2 separate regions of the Hordeum vulgare genome follow, and region 1 is linked to region 2. The links are chromatin contacts, called in public Hi-C maps. All regions are on one chromosome and are shown on one strand. The core of a region is the stretch at or near the end of the contact, and the rest is flanking DNA. Distances in the headings are between cores, read along the strand shown.

Region 1 (6,241 bases), core at 2,529-5,028, 180 kb before region 2:
AGGCATATTTACCTGAGAAGCCACATCAACACCAATCTCATCCAGAACCTGCATCGAGGGCAGAGGAATATATCACATATCATGTAAGAATTAGGGAACATTTCAATACAAGGTCTTTTTTACTCTTGCTTAGCAGTGAGGGGATCCGTTTGAAGAAAGTTAGCTTTGTCAGGCAGCTAACAAGCTGTGCCAAAAATGCTTGCCCAAGGGAGCCAAAACGTACTCCCTCCCTCATCAAAAAGCAGAATATAATTAGCATTTCACCTGGTTCGTGAGCTCTTCTGTTTCCTCTTCAGCCTCATCCTTATCTAGTGTTTCATCGATGGCATCAGACATCATCTCAAGCTGCATGGAAATAGTTGATCTTAATTTTCAGAAAGAAAAAACAATTTAAAGGGATCTTGGCAATAAGTTGTTGATCTCAAGCTGACAGCTAGAACATTTCTTTGAATACATCTGTAAGAACAGTGACATATCTGACCGAACTGACAAATAAGTTATAAAGATATTGAAACAGCTAACTTTTTTAAGATGTTGTATTGATTCACAGATATATATAAAATGGCACGGTGGAGGGAAACATAGCTGATGTGTGTACAAAATTACATAAGAAATTCTCAGAACACGCTAATGTGTGTACAAAATTACAAAAGGAATTCTCAGAACACATGGAAATAGAGTGAGCAATTTGAGTGGATGATATCTCAGAATGCTCATACAGTGTAGATCATGAGAAGTCCACAATAAATAGGATTAATCATCTCCAGAAAACAATGATTGCTGTACAATAGTAATAACTAACCAACAAATACATCTACATAATGTGATACATCTAAACAATTAAAGAATGTCCGAAATGCTATTACCGTCATGTCCAATTGAGATGATTGCTTCTGGAATTCTCTCATCTGCTTCATCTGCTTCGTTGGTTCCATTTGCTGAAAAAAAAAATGCACCAACCATCTCAGGATACACAGTTCAATAATAAGTTCACAGGAAAAGAATGACTAGAGATTGGAAAAGGTCAATAGTTAAAGAACAGCCAACCAACCATGGCTGTTTTTCGTCATACCTTATTCATTGCTGCCATCGCTTTGCTTGCGCCTTTCATTCCAGCAGATATTGAAGTTCCAGCATACATTGCCTTGACAAATAGATGGTTCACACACAATAGTAAGTGTATTTTGTCCATGCTCAAAATTTGCAGTTGTATAAATCAAACTGAAAGCTAGGCATACCTGTGTGTGAGTAGCTACTCCGCGTATCTGCGCTCGTGTACCTTGTAAATTGACGATTTGTTGCCTAAGCCTGACTAGTTGCCGGGCTAGAATTTTGGTTGCAGCCTATAGCAATACAGAACACGTATTGTAAGATATCAATAAGAAAATTGTTATGGATTAGGGATCTTACTCAATATCTTTACATACTTACCTCATTTCCAGTCTTGGCAGTCTTCTTGATCTCAGCAACCAGCTTCTTCTCCTAATGGTACCACTACGGCGTTAGGAAACCAAACAATACAATACACACAAGCCATTGCAGAGTGGCAAGTGGAACTACCATAATACAACAACAACAACAACAAAGCCTTTAGTCCCAAACAAGTTGGGGTAGGCTAGAGGTGAAATCCATAAGATCTAGCGACCAACTCATGGTTCTGGCACATGGATAGCAAGCTTCCACGCACCCCTGTCCATGGCTGGTTCTTTGGTGATGCTCCAATCCTTTAGATCTCTCTTTACGGACTCTTCCCATGTCAAGTTCGGTCTACCCCGACCTCTCTTGACATTATCAGCATGCTTTAGCCGTCCGCTATGCATTGGGGCTTCTGGAGGCCTGCGTTGAATATGCCCAAACCATCTCAGACGATGTTGGACAAGCTTCTCTTCAATTGGCGCTACCCCAACTCTATCTCATATATCATCAAAGTGATGATGCTGCTTCATGCGCATATTCTGGGGCTTCTGGAGGCCTGCGCTGAATATGCCCAAACCATCTCAGACGATGTTGGACAAGCTTCTCTTCAATTGGCGCTACCCCAACTCTATCTTGTATATCATCAAAGTGATGATGCTGCTTCATGCGCATATTCTGGGGCTTCTGGAGGCCTGCGCTGAATATGCCCAAACCATCTCAGACGATGTTGGACAAGCTTCTCTTCAATTGGCGCTACCCCAACTCTATCTCGTATATCATCAAAGTGATGCTGCTGCTTCATGCCCTTTCTGGAGTAAACTGCTGTGGTTTCCACTCCTATAGCATGAGGATATGGTAGCAGAAGAGGGGATGAAGACCTCTAGGAGTTTGAGGCACCTCACAGACTCAATAAAAGTGTGTATAAGCATTTCAATTGCAAAAATAAGAATATTTTAGCACAATTTTCACTTGGTATAATTTAATGCAATTTTATCGAAGAAAACCAAGGCATAAATTTAAGTAGAAGGTCCAAAATGAAGTATCAACAGCATATGGCACTGATCAGATTTGCAATTTGTTGCTTTAATTCCTGAACGAAGATCCAAAAACAAATAATAGTGAGCTATTTTCCAAAAAAGTTATTTTTGGTACTATCCAAAAACATCTCAGGAGCAAACCCCCGCTGTCTGGTCCATTGCACACCAGAAGCATAATAATAGAATAATATCAACAGTGGCAGCGCTACTTAATCTCAACCGAGTCAGTCTTGTCTTGCCTCTATTGTATGGTGGGAGCTTGACATCCATTCTATTCTAGTTCAGTATGACAGTGGGACTACTATCACACTCCTAAAAGGAAAAAAAATCCCATGGGCTCAAAGACAGTAGCATATTGTTTGTATCAATCAGTTTACTCATACAATGTGAGAACAGCGGATTCAACCCAACCAAGCAACTTTGTGAAATCTGCCCCTTGTTTGCCTTGTGGAAAGAAAAAGAAAAGGCCCTTCGCTTACTACATACCTCCATTTGCAGGGAGCCAATCTCTCGCTCAACTCCTACAATATGCAAAAGGAGAGAAATGGTGTCAGAAATTAGCACATTGCCAACTACATTTTTCTTCAAGAGCTGCTACTTAAGCTAGTATCGCTGTCTGTTGTAATCTTATTCAGTGAAATTCTCACCTCTTGTGGCGACTGACATCTCTCGCTTGCTCGTCCTGAGAGCCTCTGAAGGTGACAAAAGCATCAGGCCATTAGTCCGCGACGCCAAACTCCACACTGTCAGTTAATTCGCAATTTGCAGCACACCCACGAATGAATTCAGCGACTCCGACACCCAGGGGATTCTCGATTTATCCTCCATCCACACAGGCGCTAGGTTACCCTAAAACCCTACTTACGGAAAAGTTTTTCCCCCGGACCAAGAAGGCGGCCAAAACACATGAAAGATCTCGCTTTGGATCGCAGAAACAGCCGCGTCACCGAAGCCCGAGCCGCAGATCAGGCCAAATCGGCGGGGCGGCGAGAGGGGGGGGGGGGGGGGGGCGGGGGCGGATCGAGGCGAGGTTAGAACCCCACTAGAATCGCCGAACCCCCCCCCCCCCCCCCCCCCCCCCAATCTGAACCGGGGCAGCGGCGCGAATCCAGGGAACTGGGCCGTACCTTTGGGGTCGACCTTCTTCCTGAAGATGTTCATGGTGGCCGCTCCTGCTGGATCGCCCGAGCGCAGGGAAAACCTAGCTCCCCCTCTCTCTCTCTCTAACAGATTTCGGAAAATGGCGAGTGCTACAGAGCGGAGTAGAGAGAGAGAGAGAGACCCTGTCCTGTCTTTGTGCGAGCGAGGTGTGACGGCGCCGAGCCCAACGGGCAGTTCGCAGGCTATTTGGGCTTTTTAGTAGCCGTTGCAGCGTTGAACGGAATGCTTGGTTCCAGGGACACCGGTGCGGTTCGGGCTTCTCCCATGAGGCGTGGGTCCGGAGGGGGTGCGGGTCCGCTTCATCAGTCGTGTGAGTTCGGCTGGGTAGGCAGCGCCAGGCGTGCGGATGGACACGCAGCACGGGAGGAGCGCCTGGGGCACGCCCCCACTCCTCCCTGTCTGCCGGTCTTTCCTTTTCATTTTTTTATTTATTACTCCTATTTCTTTTCTCTTTTCTTTTCTTACGGAAGCTGATTTTACGGTTGTTGCTGATATCATGCCCGGGTAAAAGATTTCGGAAATTTATTCCCTTCCACTCTGGGAGAGATCTACTCATTCTTTCTATGGAAATAAATCATTGCAGTGTAAAATGCCGCTCTCGGAAGCAATAATGTCGCCGCCTATCTTTTTTCCTTCAGGAATTCTGTTTGTAGTGAGAGAGAGATATCCTTTCAGGCTTAGCCTTTTTTAGTTCTCTAGTAGACATATAAACATGTCACTGGTCTTTTTGTGCCTTGTTAATCCTTTCTTCGTTGTGAACTACTCCCTCCGTTCTTAAATATAAGACATTTTAGAGATTTCACTATGAACTACATACGGATGTATGTAGTCATATTTTAGGATGTAGATTCACTCATTTTGCTCTGTATCTAGTTTATAGTGAAATCTTTAAAATGTCTTATATTAAAGAACGGAGGGAGTAACATGTAGTTGGATGGTTAGACGGACAATGATATCTCAGCTTATTAGCGTTCAGGTCTTGGTGCTCGTATTATTTTTGAATTTGTTTTAGGATTTTTTGTGATGTGCATTTAGTAGGAGAAGACGTTTTCGTCGATGATAGGGCGTTTACAATGATTTCTTAAATGTCAAAATGATATGTTCACTCACTCTTTCGAAGGTGCTCATAGGGTCACCAATTACACCCCGAACTCTCTCCCCCTTCCCTCGCATTCGTTGCCATGACTTTTGTAACACATTCATTGCCATGATTTGAGGGCTTCTCTGTGAACCGGTTCACACATGATCTCTAGTGGGAATTGTAAAATAAATTGAAAGATGGTTTGTCATCTATAAGTGTTGTTGGAGGGGCTCGGGTGTTGTTATTAGGGTGTACACTACACTATTGCAAAAGAAAAATTGTACCTCACGAACCAAACATGTTGTGTAGATAGATCACGAAACTAGTTTTACGACCAGATGCTTAGTCATGAAAGTGGAAGAAGAGTTAACGAAGCGCGTCTCCTCCTTGTGGATCAGTAACAACCCGAAATCGATGCTTCAGAAGATTTTTTTTATTTCGTTATTAACATGTGATTTATTTGATTATCGTATTCATCATCGCATCATGCGCATCATCCGCATTGCATCAGCACTCCGTTGGCATCAATTTTCAAAACTTGCATCCGTTATTAGTTGTCGGTTCTCTCTGTTCTCGTCATCGACCGTTTCGAGATCAATCACACACGCCCGCGACATCTCAAAATATGGTTTTTAAAAGTGTGTATAATTTTTTTTCGGAATGGGACGAAAGTTCGCGTGCGGTCTTACTTTATTGTAGATAGACTACCTGCCAAGTTTCATCACATTCGGAGGTCGTTTGATACCCGAACCATTAAACATATAGCGGCACCAGCCGGTTTATTGTCAGATGTTTTCAGTTTATGAAAACCCTGTCATGGGCCACAAGTTTTCTCTCTTCTCAGCCCAACCCACTCTAAAGAGCCCATCTAGCCCAACCTACCATGTCCCCATGACTAGAGTCGTATGATTGCGATCGAACGACTCAAAAATGGTCTAATACCCTAGAAGATAAAGGAAAAAGGGGTTCATCAATGAGAGGCGCACGAGATTCTGTAGTTACCCTCTCCTATATAAGGAAGTTACCCCTAGCCTGCCTAACCCTAGCCTCCACCTACCTCTACCCAGCCGCCCCCTCGCGCATCATTTTTCGTGCTGGCAGATTCACCGCCACCACTTGGCGCAGCCAGCACCACCCAGCCGTCGCAGTCGTCCCTGTGGCCAACCAGAGGCGGTCACGTGTTGCCCCACAGCCCCCATCCGCTGCCGGCCCACACAACTGAGATCCGACCGCCCCTGCTTGCGCCCTCGAGATACGCGCCGAGCCGTCGTTGCCCGCAACCGTCGTCGCCCATGGTCGAAGCCACCGCCGTGAAGTGCCTGAGCCGCCGCTCCGATCCCGTCGACCATAGCCTTGCCGGAGCGCCCAGGCCACGCCTTTGTCGTCGAACCACGCTGGACCCATCGCAACACATGCTCCTTCTTCCTTCTCTATTTCTCTCCCTTCTCTAACCTCTCTCCCCCGCATGAAGCCATGGCCTTGCCAGAGCTCACCCTGCCACATATCGCCATCCTCCGGACAAATCCATCCCCACTAGACCATATAT
Region 2 (6,805 bases), core at 1,515-4,014:
AGATTTTTAGGGAATTTATAGGCGGAAGAGGTAGGGCAAAGGAGCCACGGGGGGGCCACAAGCCTGCTAGGCGCCCCCCAGGCCGCGGCTAGGGGGCTTGTGGCTTCCCCCGGGAGCCTTTGACTTGGTTCTCAAGTTCCCTGCGTATCTTCTGTTCCGGAAAAAATCATTCCGAAGATTTTATTCCGTTTGGACTCCCTTTAATATTTTTCTCTAAAAAATGTCAAAAACACGGAAAAAAAAGAAACTGGCACTTGGCACTGAGTTAATAGGTTAGGCCCAAAAAAGATATAAAATGCATACAAAACATCCAAAGTTGACAAGATAATAGCATGGAACCATCAAAAATTATAGATACGTTGGAGACGTATTAGGATCACACATTTCCAGTTACACCACACAAGGATGTACTAACGCAGGGTCGGGATTAACCGGGCAACTCAGGGATTTGAAGGTGAGGGTTCGTCTGTGTCAGCCTGTGCAACCTTGGGGTTTATTCACACTTCACTCGAAGAAGTGGTGTCGATGCGGTATTGTAGCACGGAAAAGAGGGCATCCGTTTTGGCCTCGATAGGTCTCACCGAGTGCGAGTCGGAGTTCACTCCCAGCAGAGAACGCCATTCCCAATTAAGCAAAACAATTTCGTATTGTACTCCTTCATTCGGAATTATTTGTCAGTATTTTTTTGTGTGCGAGAGTAATTTCGTACTCCCTCCGTTCCTAAATATAAATCTTTTAAACGATTTTACTAAGGGTCTACATACGGATCAAAATGATTAAATATATAGTATAAAATATGTTTATATACACTAGTGAAATCTCTACAAAGACTTATATTTAGGAACGGAGGGAGTACTTAGGGAATACTTCCATTCATTTATCGATAAGTATTTTGAGACGATGACGATGGTAGACAAATTTTAGTTTCATATAGATCTTTTTTTTCTTCATTTGTGGAGAAAGTAATTTAGGGTATATTCTCATCCATCTCTCCGTCTCCGATAATTATTTTTAAACGAAGAAAGTATTATTTTAACAATGCCATTGGCACATGATCACCCACCTTCGTTTCCTTGTGATCTCAGGCTCTCAGACATTCAATTCCTCCATTGGGCGTCCAAACTCGGCTAATTTGCATAACCAAATCACATTTTCAAGCACGAACCCCACACGTCAGTGTCTCGCAAGTGGAAAGAACAAAAGAACACGCGCTCGCTGTGTTAGCGCTGCCTCAGCGTCATCCGAACGTACACGAGTTCCCTGTCACGTCGAAAGGGCCTACCAACAACTTAGTTACTGGCGAGAATCCCACGACGCCGGCGACGGCATCGTTGACGCCGTCCTCACCGTCGCGGTGACCGACGAGGCGGTGGTTGCCGACGACAGCCGCGGCGAGGCCACCTGCTTGATGACCACGTTCGGGAGTGGGCTGCGCATCCGCCGCTCCTGCTCCTTCACCAGCTCCGCCGCCAGGGCATCGACCTTCTCGGCGTTCGTCCTGTCCGACAGCCTCCGTCCCCGGAACAGCACGGACTCCACGTTCCGCTGCGAGAGCATTGCTCCGGCCGCCGCGCCGGCCGTCTGCGTGCACGGAGAATCGAGTGCGCTGCTAGCCTGCAGGCGGACGTAGTTGCTGTCGCTCGCGTGCCCGAATGCCATGGCGACGGCCTCGTCGACCATGTCCGCGACTCCCTGGGCGGTGACGCGCGCCAGCTCGTCTCGCGACGGCGAGCGCGTGGGCATCGGCGTGCTCCACCCGTGGCCGCAGGTGGCGGCAGAGGACGACGCGCCGGTGCCGATGGACAGGACGAGGATGTCGTCCATGCTGACGGCGAGGGGGAACTCCTGCTTGTTGTGGAGGACGTGCGTGATCGCTGCGGAAGCCGGATTGCCCATGGCAGCCACGGCGCCGGACGCGGCGGCGATGGCCGTGCGCCCGTCGACCGACCTGACGGCCGCGGCCGCACCGCTGGCGGCGCAGGTGGCCGCGCAGACGTCGGCGAGGCGGAAGTCGAAGCTGTCGCTCTCGACGGCGTCGGCGCGCGAGAACATGAACGGCGCACCCGTGGCGAGATCGTAGCAGGGCACGAGCACCGGGGCCACGGTGTCCCTGAGCGTGGCGTCGCCGAACACCCGCCGGAAGGACCGCTCAGCCTTCCTCGCCCCGCCGCGGAACAGCTTGGTCCACCCACGGCGCCGGCCGCCCCAGTCCTTCCCGACGCTCCCGGCGACGAAGGCCAGCGCCTCCTCGGCCGTGTACCGCGGCCGCCCATCGGCTCCCTTCAGGAACAGCATGGCCGCGAGCACGCCGCCCGCGCCAGCTCCAGCAGCCACGTCGAAGAAGTCGGCAACGCGGGCGTCGGGGTCGCCGGCGCGCTGGCGCAGGCCGGCCTCGAGCCTGGCGAGCGCGGCCGCGGCGAGGAGCGCGTCCCCCGCGCCGGCCCCGCAGCCGTCGACGGCCAGCACGCGCACGCGGCCGTCGCTGGCGCCTCGGAACGGCGTGCCCGGGCCGGACAGGCAGCCGGCCCCTCCGGCGCCGAACAGGAACTTGCTCTCCAGCAAGGCGAAGATCTCGTAGCTGAGCTTGTCGACGTCCATGGGGACCGGCGACGCCATGGCTTCCATCTCAGCCGCGAAGCACGGAACTTGCACTTGCACGTACTACCTGTACCTGGCACGTCGTACCGTGCGCTCTGCCTTGCCTGCACAGGAGCTAGCTCAGTTTGCAATGGATGTTGCAATGGATGTTGATAGTGGTGCGAGTGCGATGCTGTCGAGTGAGTCAAGGTCGAGGTCATATATACGCGCGGGCGGGGGCAGAGGAGGGAGGGAGCCACGCGTAGGAACATGGCGCGCGGAGGAGGGAAGCGCGAGCCCGACAGCCTGGTACGGACGCGCCGGGGCCGTCGGTCCCGCGATGGACGGCAGGGATGCGACCGCGTGGAGTCGGCCTGCACGAACAGGAAGCGTCCGTCGCTGTCCGTCGGCCGCGATCCCGGCGCGGCACGAGGCGGGCGGGAAGCTTCCCCGCGGACACCGCGCGCGTGCGGGGCGTGGACCGGCCCCGCTCTGCGGCTGTCCGGCGGGCCCGACAGGCAGCTCGTGATTGGCCCCGCTCACCGACGGGATCAAGAGCGCGATCCGGCGAGTGCCACGTCGGAGGGGCCCCGCGAGTCAGCCGGAGGCCCCCGATGGGAAGGGGAGAGTCCGTGGCGCAAGTACGGTCGTACAGGCCGGCACAGTTAATGGCGGCACGGCGGAGCGTCGGCGCTGGATCTGGGAGCGCCACCGCGGCTTGTCTACGTCGACGTGGTTTCTTTTGCACACGTGAGGGGTGTAAGCCACTGTGCAGGTGCGAAGTACGTGCCGTACAGTCAGGCTTCATCACAGCAAGTACGAGTAGATCGCTCCAGCTAAGCAGGCGGCAGTAGTTCTTCAGTACCCTGTGCTCGTGGTAGCGGTACGTGGTAGATTCGGACGCACGTGGTGGTGTTCATGTGGCAGCACTGCGAGTACGAGCTGAGCTTGCTGGCTTTCACTTGGATTCGGTCGACCGGAGCAAGTGGCGGTAGATTCGATCTATAGGAGAAATGCGGGATGTGATGAAACGCAGCGCCCGCAGATCTACGATCGGTCTGGCTGGCTTCGTTAATGCGTCGGCCGGCGACAGCGTACTTGCCGACATGACTGCTTCCAGCGACGTGTTACCCCTGACCAACCCAGTAACAGTAAGTCTCTCCGGGCCGGGGCCGGGACCCTGGACCATATACGTACGTACGGTACGTACAAACGCACAACCAAAGCCGTACCGAATCATGGCATGCAATTTTGCCAAGATACAGCAAAACCTACAAACTACTCCCTTACATCAATTTCTTCAAAAAGTATTTCCGAACGGATGAAGTAGATGGTATCTCCAACGCAGCTACAAACATATCGTTGGCATTGGCAATCCATCCTTCTCCCACGAGAAAAGAAATGACATTTTAGTGAACAGGTAGAAAGTTTCAAACTTGGCCAAGCTCTCTTGCTAGGTCTGCTTTCAAGGTTTGTTGAAGGTTTAGCCTTCTCCCATTCCCGTCGTCGCCGCGCGTGTGAAATTGTTATATGTGTTTGCTATTGGTAAGTTGCGTCAGCTCAACTTGCATCAGTCGATTTACAGAGCGCATCCGTGAGAGTGAAGACGGGTCACCACAACAAGCCACATCAAAATGCGGGGTCGTCACCGAAACCTCGAGCAGCCTAGAGCCAGGGATGATGATTAGGGGTGTGGGTTGAGCTAGTATAGCTGAAGAAGAAAAAGAAGATGGGTTGGGGGGAGGGGGTTATTGGATGGTCGGGAGCGACAATTCAAGGAAGGTAGAGACTTGGGAAGGGTGGGACGACAAGGCAGGCGGCCGAGACAGCGTCAAAGGGACACCAGGAGGAAGATGACGGGTGAGAGAAAGAAGACATACGCCTGGCAAATTTTAGTTCTACATTTGAAAACTCGACCGGTACAACTTTTTGTAGGCAAATTTTTTGGCGAAAATGATGAAGATCTATTATCGAAGTTCACCGAAAGTACAAAGCACGTTAAACATAATAATGAAAAACACATCAAGATTCTGTGGCCATCGAACAACCAATGTTGTTGCCCAAATGAGACGCTGACACGCATTGTCATCGCTCCCTTACCGGAGACAACATGACCTTATCGATGACAGCCGGAAATTCTTCGTCCACGTGCCCCAAGGTCTAACGCCGTGGAGCCGCAGTCGTTGTCGTTGAATCCTTGAATAGATCAGAAGCAACTGAAACCAAATATCGTCACACAACAAGAAACTCTAACAACACCGCCCCAATGAGGCGGCAGGAATTTACGCCAGAACTGTGTCGACTGCATCCAGGTGGACCAACTTGACGAAGATCGAAGGCCGAACATCAAACTTAAAGAAGTGTCGCTATCCATCCGAACGCCAAACCCACGAGGACTTAAAAACGAACCTAAACTACTAATCGTCGCGGAGGCATCGAGACTTCCCTCCTCATCACCGGTCGTCGGAGCGGCAGACGGGAGGGGTGCCGAATCCATGGCCTCACCAGCGAATCCTAGAGGGAGGGTTTACACTGGCTGCCAAGGCGTAGGGAAGGAAAACCCCTATAATTTGATATATATATATATATATATATATATATATATATATATATATATATATATATATATATATATATATATATATATATTATTTTCAAAGGCAACCTACAAATAGCGACGCCCATTATTATGATCGCATGATTGAGTTTTTGCAATTTGATGCTCGTGGATCGAGAAATCTGAAGGCTGAATAAACTAATAGCCGATCGCCGCACTATCACAACCACGTACATGCCGCTCATTAGCAAATTCCTTAATTTGATTACGATGTATCCGCATGATTGGTTGCCACTAATCAGCAAGGCTGGTCGAAACAAATGATCACGTTTAGATATTCTTGTCACGGCGACCTAGCTAGTTACGCCACCTATGATAGTCCAAACAAGCTCTTTTTTCTTGGTTTGGTCGATCGATCGATCGATCGATCGGCCGGCTTGGCTTGAGCAACCGAAGACAGAGATGGCGACGGTGCCCTCCTTGTCCGTGTGCTGAAACTCGGGGTGCATGCACATGCAGCTGGCTTAGTTAAAGCTATACAATGCGAATTAACAAACCCGGGAGTGGTTGAGGCTGCTAGGCGCCGCTCGGACATGGAGATCTCGCACCGGAATCGGGTATATCGCATCGCCCGGTGGTTGCTCCGCTCCTTCCTCCGAGCTTTCCTCAGCTCGTCAACACGTACACACACAGAGAGAGAGAAAAGAAACAACAACAGACGGCGCACAGGTGCAACTGAATATCAGACGTTTGTTTTCGTGAAAAGATATCAGACGTTAAGCTAAGATAAAGCCAGCTCCAGTCCAACTGGCATTGTCACCCATGCTACATAAAGTGCCCGGCCGAGGCGCCGCCGGGAAAGCTAAACCGGCCGGCCGAGAAGAGTATACTTACTTTAGCCATGCCTAACGTGTCCACAATATTCTTCTCGGTTTACGCTCTTTCGGACAATCTGCATTTGTAAGGCATGTTTGTTCCCTTTCCCTTTTTTTTTTATGTGTATGTGGCATCTTCGTGTTTGACAAATATATTCAGTAAACTGTGGTTATCGTGAGAATTGTGTAGTAAAAAGAAATATCTTTGCTCCATGGTAGGTGCAGAAAACATCTCGCATCGCATATTCAGCTAGGAAAGAGAAGCAATACAGCGATGCCCAAGTCCAGTTATAGATGATATCTGCTAGAGAGCCCACCAATTCAGTTGATGATGATGATGATATCTGCTATACTGCTACTCCGTACTCCGGTATAGGGAGCTTGATGATATGAGATGTATCCACAACTGTCAGTACGAATGAGAAGTATCAAGCATGTAGCCAGCCAATGTCAACGAGTGCACCGTGCATTGCACGGCTGTCCGCAACAGAGGAATGGTTGGAGCGTCAACGAATGCACTGTGCCACTGTCCCTGAGGATAATGGTTGTGCTGGTGAGGTCAGAAGGCAAAAGGAAAATGTGCATGCTTGGGCAGATGATTATCATACACTGCCCTCATAATAGTTTCAGAGTACACAACGACCCAACGCGGACGCGTTTAGGCAAACATTGTTCTGAAAGTAGACCCCCGTCATCAAAACACCATCTTGAATTACCCTGACCCGTTTTACAACAAAAAGGTAATCTTCAATTCAAAAAACATTTTTCAAAAGAGATATCTTGCAGCCTTGCCCAA

Evidence for each region. A called contact is a pair of places that touch in the nucleus more often than the background predicts.
Region 1: a contact with region 2 is called in a Hi-C map of leaf, with 4 times the contacts expected there. The contact joins the promoter of LOC123452125 here to the promoter of LOC123398243 in region 2. A contact is called at or near these places in 3 of 6 Hi-C or Micro-C datasets (leaf and seedling) and 1 of 1 datasets of contacts at active chromatin or transcription factors (embryo).

The regions. Positions count from the first base shown.
Region 1 is chr5H:522,208,007-522,214,247 of MorexV3_pseudomolecules_assembly, reverse strand. LOC123452125 (vacuolar protein sorting-associated protein 2 homolog 2) reads right to left here and starts at 3,778. Exons shown (of 11, transcript XM_045128710.1): 1 at 3,581-3,778; 2 at 3,101-3,145; 3 at 2,940-2,974; 4 at 1,432-1,482; 5 at 1,239-1,343; 6 at 1,073-1,144; 7 at 867-938; 8 at 265-345; 9 at 13-48. The coding sequence starts at 3,614.
Region 2 is chr5H:522,030,917-522,037,721 of MorexV3_pseudomolecules_assembly, reverse strand. It overlaps LOC123398243 (patatin-like protein 3), which reads right to left and starts at 2,764. Exons shown (of 1, transcript XM_045092735.1): 1 at 1,045-2,764. The coding sequence starts at 2,625. The coding sequence ends at 1,294.